Linked DNA regions of Mus musculus: region 1 is linked to region 2. Evidence: chromatin contacts called from public HiChIP or PLAC-seq data. All regions are on one chromosome and are shown on one strand. Each heading gives the region's core, a stretch centred on a gene start, on an enhancer-like site or on the middle of the called end of the contact. The rest is flanking DNA. Distances are from core to core; before and after follow the strand shown. Region 1 holds the start of Ikzf2 (IKAROS family zinc finger 2). Region 2 has its middle 32 kb from the start of Gm28497.

What was found. HiChIP or PLAC-seq counts read pairs in DNA pulled down with a chosen protein or histone mark.
Region 1: an H3K4me3 HiChIP or PLAC-seq map of the SCID.adh cell line shows a contact between it and region 2, with 36 read pairs. The contact joins the promoter of Ikzf2 here to the enhancer-like site in region 2. A contact is called at or near these places in 11 of 39 promoter capture datasets (the 3T3-L1 cell line, the HPC-7 cell line, HPC-7-derived erythroid cells and 7 more), 2 of 15 datasets of contacts at CTCF or cohesin (CD8 T cells and the NIH/3T3 cell line), 9 of 484 Hi-C or Micro-C datasets (the Ba/F3 cell line, the HL-1 cell line, Th1 cells and 5 more), 12 of 115 datasets of contacts at active chromatin or transcription factors (CD8 T cells, the NIH/3T3 cell line, the SCID.adh cell line and 7 more) and 4 of 9 other capture datasets (adipose tissue, embryonic stem cells, liver and 1 more).

Annotation. Positions count from the first base shown.
Region 1 is chr1:69,683,178-69,689,480 of GRCm38.p6, reverse strand. Ikzf2 (IKAROS family zinc finger 2) reads left to right here and starts at 3,521. Exons shown (of 8, transcript NM_011770.4): 1 at 3,521-3,787; 2 at 5,309-5,357; 3 at 6,167-6,271. The coding sequence starts at 5,324.
Region 2 is chr1:69,459,989-69,465,794 of GRCm38.p6, reverse strand. No RefSeq gene overlaps it. Among named protein-coding and RNA genes, the nearest start is that of Gm28497, 32 kb to the right of the region's middle. Within about 2 kb of position 4,489, at least 35 of the 459 cell types and tissues checked have an H3K27ac peak or open chromatin away from gene starts, as enhancers often do. A contact at or near this core is called in the Ba/F3 cell line, the HPC-7 cell line, the SCID.adh cell line and 1 more, where this site is marked.

The DNA of each region.
Region 1 (6,303 bases), core at 2,272-4,771, 220 kb before region 2:
AGGTGCCAAGGTCAGACTTCAGAAATATTAAACTGAACTACCCAATTTAGCTTGTAAACACATTCATGACTTCTTCAGAAAACCTGAATTCATTGTAGTCTCTGAATGAGAAAGGAACATGGGATGTTTTTTAAAAAAAATCTAATTCCCACTCTTCAGAATGCCCTCCTAAAATTTGGGCTTCATGAGTTCCTGCCTAAATAGCTCTCTCTTGGGGGACGACTGTGTCTGCTAATAAACTGTCCGAAGGTTTAACCACTAGGGGGAGAGGGTGTGCCTCTGGTGGCTAGGGAACCAATGGCAGCAAATCGGTACACGGATAAGCTAGGAGAGATCTAGATCAAGCAGTGGTCAGCTAGGTGCAAGGACCACATCAAGTGTGGTAGTTTGGTAACTTAGGATGGCTTCTCCAGATCTCACAATGAATCTTCTTCTGCAGACGGATTCTGTGGCTTTTAACTAGGAAGACTTTAGTACTGAATGTTTAAGTCTTTCCCAAGGACCACCATGACTTTGCAGATACGCTGACACTTTTCAAGTGGGAAGGAACACTCTGAGAACTTCTTTCACACTTCATAGTATGTCACCTTTTCTATACTGTAGCGTCACACGCGCCAGCTTTCTGAATTTGCTGTCTGTTGAATTGATTAGAAAGACTCGACTCCTAGATTCTCTTTAGTTTGACCTTTCCAAATCTAACGTTAAGTGTGTGTGTGGGGGGGGGGGGCGGGGGCGGGGATTTTATTCAGAGAGCTGAGGAGTAGGTAAAAATGTTAGTTTTAACAATGTCACAGATATTGCAACTTTAAAGAAAATCATCAGGAAATTATTGAAAACCCGAGCACAAGTGGTTTACTCCCAATGAAATGATTATTTGCTTTAAATCATCATTTTCTATAATTAAAAAAAATGAACTGAACCTATAAGAACAAATTGCTTAGTAACTACAATAGATATAATAAGGTTGTAAAAAGTGAAAATAGATACACTGGACATTATTAGTGTATTCATTGTATACCACTGTGAACCTTTGCTCACACCAGAATCTAAACACAAGGCAGAGCGGTGCTTAAGGTGAAAGTTGATTTTATTTTCAATGTGTCATATGGCTTGCTTCCATGGAAAAGGGGGAAGGGAGAAAACTCTCAGCAACTATTTCTGGGATTCTTTAAAGGAGTGGGAGGCACAGCGCCTGCTCCTCTTTCAGCATTGATTTTCAACACAATATGCGATACGGTTTCTCAGAAATGTTGTTTGGCACTCCTGATAATTTCATGTGATTTCAAACTTAAACCACTCAGACTACACAGTTCAGTATTTTCAGCTCCTTTCATTTTCCTTTTCCCTTTAATTATAGAATTCTTTATTCCCCTTTCTGTGGTCAAGAAAGATAGTAAATGCTGCTATTTGTAGATTGAAAATGCATTTATTTTCTCAGGACGATTCCTATGCTCTTCGCCCAACAAATGTAAACGTCGTGATTGGCATAAGGCTAGGCTACACTTCCAGGCTAACAACTTTTTCGAACCTCACGGTTCCTTTGACTCGGGTGGATGTGGCACACGCCGGGACAGGGGTGGATATAAACAGCAAGTAAACACTCTAATTTTAAACTTGCACTGGGAAGCACTTTCACAATGGGGACAGTGGCGCTCGCTCCGTGTCTCCCAGGGCACTCGCAAGGGTCCCTCTGTCCGGCTCAGTGTCCCAGATCCTCCGGGTGCCGGGAGCCGGGAATCCGGGGAGGTACCGGGCCAGAGAGAGAACTTCCCGCGGCCGACATGAGCCGGGGGAGCCCGAGATCGTCCCTCCCGCGCGGCCAGCGGAGAACGTGAGCAGCGGGGCGCGGGGAGAGGGGCGGAGCCGGCGCGGGGGGCGCGCGGGGCGCGGAGGAGGCGCGGAGGAGGCGCGGAGCCGCGCGGCACTTGTCCTGTAATCGATTGCCGAGCGCGCCGAACGAGCGGCCGAGCGCGCAGACACGCGCCCCCGCCCCTCCCGCCCGCGCGCTCGCCCGCTCGCTCGCTCGCTCACCCGCCCGCCCGCTCCCGGCTCTCACGGACCCGGGCGCTCGCTGACGACCCCCCCCCCAACCCCCTCCGCGCGCGCGCGGCCGCCACCGCCGCCGCCGCTGCCCGCCCTCCGCCCGCGGGCGTCTGCGCGAGCCCGGCCGGCGGGGGAGATGTGCTCGGGCTCCGCCGGATCGGTTTCTCGGGGTTTGACCAGCTGTCCCGGGCTAACCCTGCTCCTCGCTGAAGATGGAGGAAGTAAAAACAGGATTACCCTTAGCTACAGATCCACTGCCTTAGTTTCCACCACCAACTGCAGTGCACAAACACACGTTAGGCACAGGAAAGAAAGAAAGAGAGAGAGGGAGAGGACACACTAACAGTAAACACAAACAAAAGGGTGATGGGATTATTTTACTGCATGCACTGCTGAGGTAAATCTCCGCTTGGCTTTTTGCGTGGGGAAGAACAGCTCTTGTTTTATTTGTCTTCTGATTCATAGATTATCTATCAATTTGTGTATGGTTTGCAAAGGGGTTGGGGAGGGGGAGTGTTTTCAAAGTTAAGTGTAATGATATGGAATCTTGTTTAACAGTGTGGTGTGATCGAATGACTTGTTGCTGTTAACCAGGGATAATAATAATATAGACGCTTTTCTTTGGGGAGGGATGGGTTGTGGCTCTGATTAGGGAAATGATCTCTGTTAAGGACGCTCAGGGAATTTCGTTGAAGATGATGTCCTTTGCCTTAATGTATCGTCCCCTCCTTGTAATCTGCTTCTGGGATGTTAATGGACTAATCAGTTCTCATCTTTATAGCTGTCATGGATTTGGACTTGTTTTTGCTTTGTTTTAACTTGAATTCCAAGAAGAAAGATTGGATAACCTGGCATAGATTGCAGCTGTCTGGATAGAGGCTATTATACTGTTGAGATTGAAAACAAAACAAAACAAAAATAATAATAAAAATCTGGTGTGACACATGTATAACAGCAACAGTTAAATCGCTTTGACAGGTTCTGGTATGGACGAAGGAGATGGAATGAAGATTTAATTTCTTTTTCTTTTTCTTTTTTTCCTATTTTGCCAGAGGCCACAAAACAGTCCTGTGAAGTTGGCCTAGGTTCCTTGCTGGGTTCTGCCTGACTGTCCCTCCCCTCGTACCCCCCCTCCCCTTTTTCTTTCAGTTTTCTTGTCTTAGCTTTTGGTCGATTCTTAAGGAACCGGTGGATCAAGTTTTTTCTCTTCTCGTTAATCGCATTGCTGTAGCACTGACCTCTCTCTCTTTCTCTCCCTCCCTCCCTGTCTTTTTTTTTTTTTTTTTTTTTTTCCTCTTTCCTGAAAGTACGTGGTGCCATTCCTGAGTGACTTTTCCTACTAGACCATCCCAAAGGGACGAGGGGGCGGGGGCGGGGGAGGAGGAGGACGAGGAGGAGGAGAAGGAGGAGGAGGAGGAGGAGGTTGGGGGGGAGTGTTCCTTCTCTCTCATTTCTTGGTTTTGTTTATCAGCCGATCTGTTTGCTGGATTCGGTCTTGGAATGACCCACCTGTAAAGTGCTTTCCCTCCTCCTCGGCTTCAACTCTGCAGGGGGCTTTGCCTGGAGGGGGCAGGGAGGGAAGGGGGGGGGGACACAAAAAACTTCTTTCTTTCTTTCTTTCTTTCTCCGTTTCTCTTCAGCCCGACATTGTCACCTCCTCCTTGAGGGGTTAGAAGAAGCTGGGAGCTCCCGACAGAGCTGGAAATGGTGATGACTGTTTTTTAATCAGAGGACAATTTCTTTTGTATGTACATTTTGTTTCTCTTTCTCCTTTTTCTTCCTTTTTCTTCCTTTTCCTTCACTGAGGGTTTAATAACCCTTTCACTGTTGGCGCAGACTTCTTTTGCTTCTAACTGACGCTTCTTTTTAGTATGTGTGTTAAATGTGTACATTTTTAAAGAGATAGACTCATTTGTAAGCTCTCGGTAGAAACTGCTCCCCTTTAAAACTTTCCGGGTCCCTTTCTTTCAAACCTTACGTAACCTAATTGAAAGAATTTGATAAGAGTAGAGCAGGTCGGAATTTAACTGCTATGTAGTGACTGGGAATTTGATCTGATTATTCCATAAAGAAAGAAAGAAAAGTTTTTGGGGGGCGGGAGGGGGGTAGGGAGGCTGGTGGTGAAGGGGAGGGGAGGGAGAAGGGAAGTGGTTTTGGAGACAAGAAGTGAAGCTGCCTGTTTTCCAGTAAGTAATGGAGAAATTCCAGGAGCTAGGGCTAAATATACTTGGCGATCAATACAGAAATGGCTCATTGTGAATAATTTAGCTGCTGGTGCTTTGAGAGTTTTGAAACTAAAGGCAAAAAGGACCTGGGCCAAAGGGGGGAAAAATAAGTAAAAATCTTTTTCAGGACTTGTCAATTCTGTAACTTTTTCCCTCAAAGAATACAGTTAGATTATCGATCTTCTTATGATGTGAATCAAAGCTAGGGGGTGTTGTCTCATGCAATTTACTTTTGTTTCTGGGGATACAAAAGTATTTGTGTTATTGATGCATGAAAATCATTCCTCACACTTGGGGAGAGGAAAATCCTCCCCTCCCCTCGTGCACAGCCAAAAGTTTCTGACTTGTTGGAACTCCGAATGTCTCAAGTAGGCTTGGCATTGTCTCCGGCCATAGTCTGGCAGGAAATTAGGGTACGTGGAACAGGTGCTCACACAGGATTTGGGGTGGGCTAAAACGTCAGTACAAGCCAGAGTTGGCCAACTGCCGCAAAAGTCTTTGGGATACAGTCTAGTACTAAGTAGTTTTGTTTTGTTTTGTTTTCTTATGTTTTGTTTGTTCTCTGTGCCCCCCCCCCCCCCCCATTAGAACATGATGAACCAACTTGCAACAATTGTGAATAGAGCTGTCTGTATACTAGGGAAGTACTCAAACTGCAGGGCGATTGTGGGAAGTAGTGAGTGGTAAAATACTTAGATAGCAGTTACAGTTGGCAAATTGGAGATTACCCTCTCCTATTTTTTCCCCCAATAAACCGGGTAAATTTTGACGAGAGAGAGTCGTTCTTCTCTTGCTACAGCCCATCTCACAGGACACTTAGCGTCCCTATGTCCCTATCCTATCTCCAGCAGGAATCAGATCATTTGCAGAGAGTTCAATGACTTGCAAATGAGCACGCACAGTACACTGTAGTATGTTTCTCAGGCACAGGTTGCAGGAGCAACATGCACTACCTGCTTGGGGCTTGAAATAAGTGAAGAATTTAATGGCAGATACAGGGAGGAATCCTTGGGTAAAGGTTGCAATCTTTTGTGTTCCAGCACTGCACTTTGACTATGGAAACAGACGCAATTGATGGCTATATAACATGTGAGTATTCCTTTTCATTAATTTGCTGTGGGCAATCAAGTGAGCTTCTTGCTCCCTGTGTGTGAGTCCCTGAGCCATGGGTCTTTAGTACGTGTTCTCCAGCTTTATTTGCTCTTCACCATTTCCCCTTGCAACAGATACGAGGAAGTATTACCAGGAGCAAACTAAGAAGGGGGCATAGAAATCTACTTTTTTCAGAAAGGACATTATTTAAGGCTTGTAGCCAGCAGATCTTTAGTTTCTTATTTGACTGGTTTCCCTGTTTAATTTAAATTTAGAATACCCCAGGTTATAGATATTTCTTCTACTGGGGGGTGGGGGTGGGGAGAAATGTACTAAAGATTTACTGCTAGGTAACCTGATTTTCCCAGACATATAATAGGAAGGAATTGGCTTCTTAAGTTCACCTTTCTTAAAAAAGCAAGCTCATTTGAACCATCCAGCAAACGTTTTAAAAAATATTTACTTTAAAGTACTTTATATTGATTAAATTAGATTATTAGAAAAACCTTGCTGTTTCTACTACAACTATTTTGGACCTCAGATGGTCTCTATTGTCATTGACCTGTAAGAATGCTATGATAATAAAGTTTGTTCACTTTTCTATTATAGGCTGTGTGTGTGTGTGTTTTCTCTACATTTCATTCATTTACTATGTATTTTATTTCCTTGTAGTTTCTCTTTAAAAAAAAAAAGCATGTTTCTTGAGCATTCGGTTCTGAGTGCCCTCTGAATATGAGGCAGTCTGAGTAATTACATGTTACGTGACAATGAACAGAAACCAAAAGAATGTATTTTTTTGAAAGCAGGTGACAATGAGCTTTCACCCGAAGGGGAACACGCCAATATGGCCATTGACCTCACCTCAAGCACACCCAATGGACAGCACGCCTCGCCAAGTCACATGACAAGCAGTAAGTCTTCATTTTGTGATGATTATTACTTT
Region 2 (5,806 bases), core at 3,240-5,739:
CTCAATGCTGTCATCTTACCTACCCAACAAAACAGTACTATAGAAATTCACTATTGTCCCAAATAAGCAGGTCCCCAAATACAATACCAGTGGTCGGATTTTAAGGTCTTTTGTAAGAATGATCCTCTAGTGTCTTTCAATTAGTGAAAAATACAAAGATGGATAGATATTTTCTGAACTTAATTGGAAAAATAAAATTATTAGCTAGGATTTAAGGATATCTGCAGAAAGAATATGACAAAAATTCTATCTATGATTGGTGTTAGCAGAAAAACAAACAAACAAACAAAAAGACATCACTAACTGGGTAAATGCTCACATCAACTGATTCTGGACTCTATGTGCTGACAGCAGTTGAGAGTAGGAAGAAATCTATAAAGGATGGCTTCCAGAGAAGATGGTTCTTGGGAGATGCATGGTAAACTTGGAAGGAAGGCTCCAGGTCATGGGAGGAGCACAAGGTGTGACTGTTCACTTTGAACATTAACATCAACTTGACAGGGCCCTGGAGACTAATCTGGGCACATCTGTCAGAACACTTCCAGAATCAACTAGCGTTTGTATGGATAAAATGAGAAAATTAGATTGCCCTATTGACTGTAGCCAGGTCTACCTAGTTAAAAGTAGTCCAGAACAGAACCAAACAACCATTCCTACCAAAAGCATAATGGAAGAGAATGCTTTCTGTATGGTGTCTTTTGACTTGGGATATTGACTTTTTTCATGCCTTTTGCCTCAACCTGGACCACTGACTCTTCATGGATATGTCAGGACAGTAAATATGGATCCACTACGAAAATAAGTTGCACCCGAACTCAAGTAATTTGTTATGACATTTCGTTTTCAAAAATTAGCAGATAGAAGTAATTTGGGGGGGGGGGGCATTGCCCACTCTTACCCATTTAGCTCCTGAGTAAATACCACAGAGACATCAAAATTTATCAACAAGCTACAAACCTAAGCTGGGCAGAATCTGAGACTATTTTAACCCGGCTAGGCTACTACTAGCCAGATAAATGCCCCATTGCTTGACAATTGAGTCTTGCTCTGTTCCGTGTGTGTCCTCAAAATGAGCTTCTCCCGGACATGTGCTCATGGTGTGTCCTGGAAGCCCATCATGCCCTACTTCCACTTGTGTCCATCTGCTTGTGGTCCCTACTTCTCAAGTGCAGCCTTCCTCTCTCGCCTGACCAGTCACGGGCTTTAGCCTTTTATCAACTCTCTCCTACCTAGTCACGGGCTCTAGCATTTTATAAATGAATCAGAGAGTATTGGAGAGTATTCTTTAGAGCACGTTGGTCAATACAATGCCTAAGTCCAGACTGCAATCTAATCCTGGGGCACAGAACTCAGCATCTGAACACACTGCACACAAGAACAACCCCAACCACATTAGCAATTAAAAGTAGCTTATGCACTCAAGTCCCCAAACCCAGTACTTGGTTTCTTGTTGGTTTTTTTAAAATATTTTTTTAGAAAGTAATGTGTCCTGGCATATTGAAATTACTCTTGAGCATATTTGTGCCTTAGATGTTTTTAATAAAGTTAACTAAAAGTAATGCTTCCAAAGTGGACAAAGGGAAAACTCTTCAAAAGGGAGGTTTCTCCCGAGCAGTGACAAAACATGTAGGTGGTAGTATTCCAAGGAGCTCTCTGAGTAAAGGGTGAACCTTGCTTAGTTAGATGGGAAAGGACTAACCGCAGGCCCATTTCTCTACCTTCCAATATAAAGTTTTCAAGCCTTTTCATTGAAATGGATGTTTTACCAATATGAAGGAATTAATAGATTCTTTCTGTTTGTTTAAATATATATAAAATAGAATTACAAAAATATCAATCATAGAGATTTTTTCTAAACACGAAAAAGAGGAACTTAAATACTTGTCAGTATGTTTATTTATAAATAAATATGATCTGTCTACTGTATGTTGGGATAACCATTTTGTACATTGTGTGAGGGTTGTCTATGTATTATTCAATTTTTAATTCTGTACTAACAGAGAGCTGAGTACTGGCTGGATTTTGGTATTGTTATTCTTATGTCTTATCACCTGCTTCAGTATTTTATAATCATACATATTCCTCGATCACTGATTGGCTTAATAAAGATCTAATGGTCAATAGCTGGGCAGGAAAGAGAAGATGGAACTTGTGGGCTGAGAGAGGGTCTCTGGGAGAAGAAGGGGGAGGAGATTCATCATGGAAACACAGGAAGGAATGGGTGCTGGAACTGAGAGGTAACGGGTCATGTGTTGGGACTTAGGCCAATAATGATAGTCGGGGTTAATTTGTATGAGCTACCTGGAAGTCTGCCCAGCTATAGTGCCTAAGAGTCTTAGTGTCTTTATTCATCTCCTGGCAGGTCCAAGAAATCCCACTATAACTGTCACCATAGCAAGCAGTTGACAAGTAACACTACTTTTCAGGATATGTGATAGGGATACAGTGATAGGGAACTGGCTGTCATTTTTCAGGACAAGACCACAGACGATACTAATACCGCAGCTGTTTATTGCCTCTAATGTTAATCAAAGAAAATAATGCATTAGAGTTTGAGGGCCTTGAATTAGAGGCTACTCTTTATTTTTGTTTCCCATCTCCTGTCCAAGATCACGGACCTCCTTGAGGCTGTCCTTCTGTTGGCTTCCTCTTACCAAAACAAGAAGTAAATTTTATTCTGTTGTTATTTCACTGGGTTCTGTCCTCCAGTTATCATTGGAGACACAAAAGGCAGTGATGTTTCATTTGTTCATGTATATTCATCCTCTAGTTGACAAATGATATCCAGTAATAACACAAACTTGTTTGAGATCTACACAAAGGATGAGAGTGACGAAGACTTTGCTAAGAGTAGTGATGTGACAAAATTCCAGCATGTGAGCAGCATTAGACTTGAGCCTTGTAGGTCTTAGGGAATGGGTGGCAGACCTATTTTTTAAATATAGGAGTGTTGTTCTTGTTACAACCATCCTTAAGCTTTTTGTAATTCTTTGTGTGCATTTTATTAAACAACCAAAGGGACTTTCAACACACTGTCCTGGACACTGGTAGCTCATTAGGAGGCAGGTTTTGAAAAAGCTCAAGTAGGAGAGAGTTCAGCTTGATGGCTTTCCTCTAGTGATGAAAATTCAGAGTAAGAAGGGCAGAGAGACTAGAGAACACTGAAAGAGAACTTGTCTCTCACTTAATTTTTATCTAGTTTCTTGTATCTATTATGACAGAGCATAGATTTGGATAATCTATTCTTTTAGCAAAATTGAATGCAGACAATGTTAAAAAGCCAACCCTCAGGGAGGGGTTGATCTCGTTTAGGATGTTAGGCTAAGAGAATTTAAGATTTCGTTAATTTTTAAACATATATTGTGAAAGTTAATGCTTTTTGTTTAAACAAAACAAAAAAAAATCACTTTTACTAAGAGGAATTTAGTGGAAGAATGTTTAGCTCTCAGTGTACTAGAAACAGAGGAAGAGCCAGGCCTGGGGAGAGACTGAAGCGAGACAGTGACAGAGACCTGGGTGGAGAATAGGACCCAACTCTCTGGGAAGGTGTAATTAAAGACACCACCAACCATGCCTGTCCTGGGGCCAGATTCCTGAACTTCTATCTGGTGGATCTTCACAAGTGACAGAAAGAATGGAGAGTTGATAACTACTCAGATCTTTGTGTTTTGGTCAGCAATGCAGAAAAACCTCCTTGTGGGGATGAGCAAATCTTAAAACTCAGCGGCCTGTTCCCACAGCAAGGGAAATTGATACCAGACCAGAGAAACAGAACTCGTTTATCACAAAGAGCAATACCTTCTCCAGGGAGCAAAAGGGTCATCTCTAGGTTGGCTTGTGTGATCCAGGATTGAAGACATTTTTTGAGTACTTATTTTAGATGCTCAAATATCAATTTCAACTGAAAGGCCATGGCCCACTTTATTATGCAATAGCTAACAGGTTCGGGAAGACCTATACGTTTACTGTGACTCATTTTGCAATTTTATAACGATTAAAAAAGACAGCAATTTTTAAAAAGACTCTGCCTTCCTGATAATTATATTTCTTGCAATAATCATATTAGTATGGATTTATGTAAAAGGATGTAGTTTATATTCTACAACCTGTAGACAAAATATAACATCAACATTAAGATAACATCACTATTCTTTTTTTACCTTATGAGATATAAAACCTTCTTTTGAATTTCATGGTATATTGAACTCATTCAAGTTTCACTTTAATTCACTAATGCTCAGTTTTAACTTCAGCCATAATCTGGGTTTGGCTCGTCTCATTTTCTTCTTAGGATTCAGTGATGTGGAGAAAGGGTAACGAAGATGTCAGATGTTACATGCAATTAACATAAAAAGCATAGTTGATGAATCAGAGTGGTATTTCTGAGGAGGATGACTCAACAAAGGCTTGCTGGTCAAACCTTAGTCACTCTCAGAGATCTCTTTGCAGATACTGTGGGTAAAATGCCTTTGAGCTAGATCTTTCTGAAGTACCTAAGTACGGCCTTGGCAAAGCATGCCTTTCCAGGCACCAACTGTCATCAATCTATCTCAGAGGATGTGAGCTAAGTTTTCTTGGAATTTAGTATCATGGAAAGTGTTTACACACTGAGTTCTTTTCCTATTTAGGTTGTGAGTAGGTCCTTTTTGCTTAGCACTTGGAATTCCAGAAAATTACTTAAGACTAAGGACTTTTCTTTAAATTTCAGTTTCTCTGGTTGGATTATGGGAACAATATAAATTCTACCTCTTAAAGGAAGTGTCAAGTGGTCAGGTGTTGGGGTGCCAAGAAGATGGTTCCCTCCTCTTTTCTGCTCTGTTCCTCCAGGTATGTGTTTTACCTTTCTGGCTCACCACTTTTATAAATCTCCCTTTGTTCTCCCAATCACCAGTGACTAATGTTCTCACAGTTGGTCAGAAGTTATACTCCCATACCCAGTGACTATGAATTCCATAGAGCAAATGGAAGTCCTTAAAAATGAAATTTGTACTTTATCTGAATAAAGTAATGTTAGGAAAAGACAGACAGTTGAGAATCAATAATATTTATCACAGATCTTCCTCAGGAAATATTAGGATGGCTGTGTTAATATTTTTCAAATTGCTTGTATGTTATCAATTTTATTGTACTTATTTCCTTAATGTCTTAGAAATATTTTTAGGGTTACAAGATGTGATGGTTAGAGTTGACTAATAATTTGAAAAAAATCTAGAATCTCATGGGAAATGGGTCTTTGGGTATGACTATGGGAGGTTTTGTTAATTTTTTTAAAAATGTATATACAATTTTATTTTTTAATTATGTGTATGTGTGTACGTGCATACATGTGTGTGTGTGTACCTGCATGAATGCTGGTGCACTTGAAATCCAGAAGAGGGAGTCAGATCCCCTAGAGCTGGAATAACAAAATGTCAGATACTACCCAACACAGGTGGTGGAAACTGGTCCTAAGACCAATAAGTGATTTTAACCACCTTCACTCACACTTATTTTACTGTGGGTGTGTTTGCACTGTCAGAACAGATCTGTGGAGGTCAAAGGACAACTTGAGGGGTTGGTTCTTTCCATCAACACTTGGGTTCTAAGGAGGAAAGTCAGGTCATCAAGCTTATGTTACAAGCTCTTTTACCCACAGAGCCAGCCCTTAGTTATGTTAATTGAGGTAGGATGACCCCCTACTGTGTGCCACATTGTGCATTCACCCTTCCCTGTTTCCTGATTTTATATTACATGTAACCAATTGTTTCCATGCTACCTTCCCACCAGGATGAATTAAAACTTGAACTGTGGGCTAAAATAAACCTTT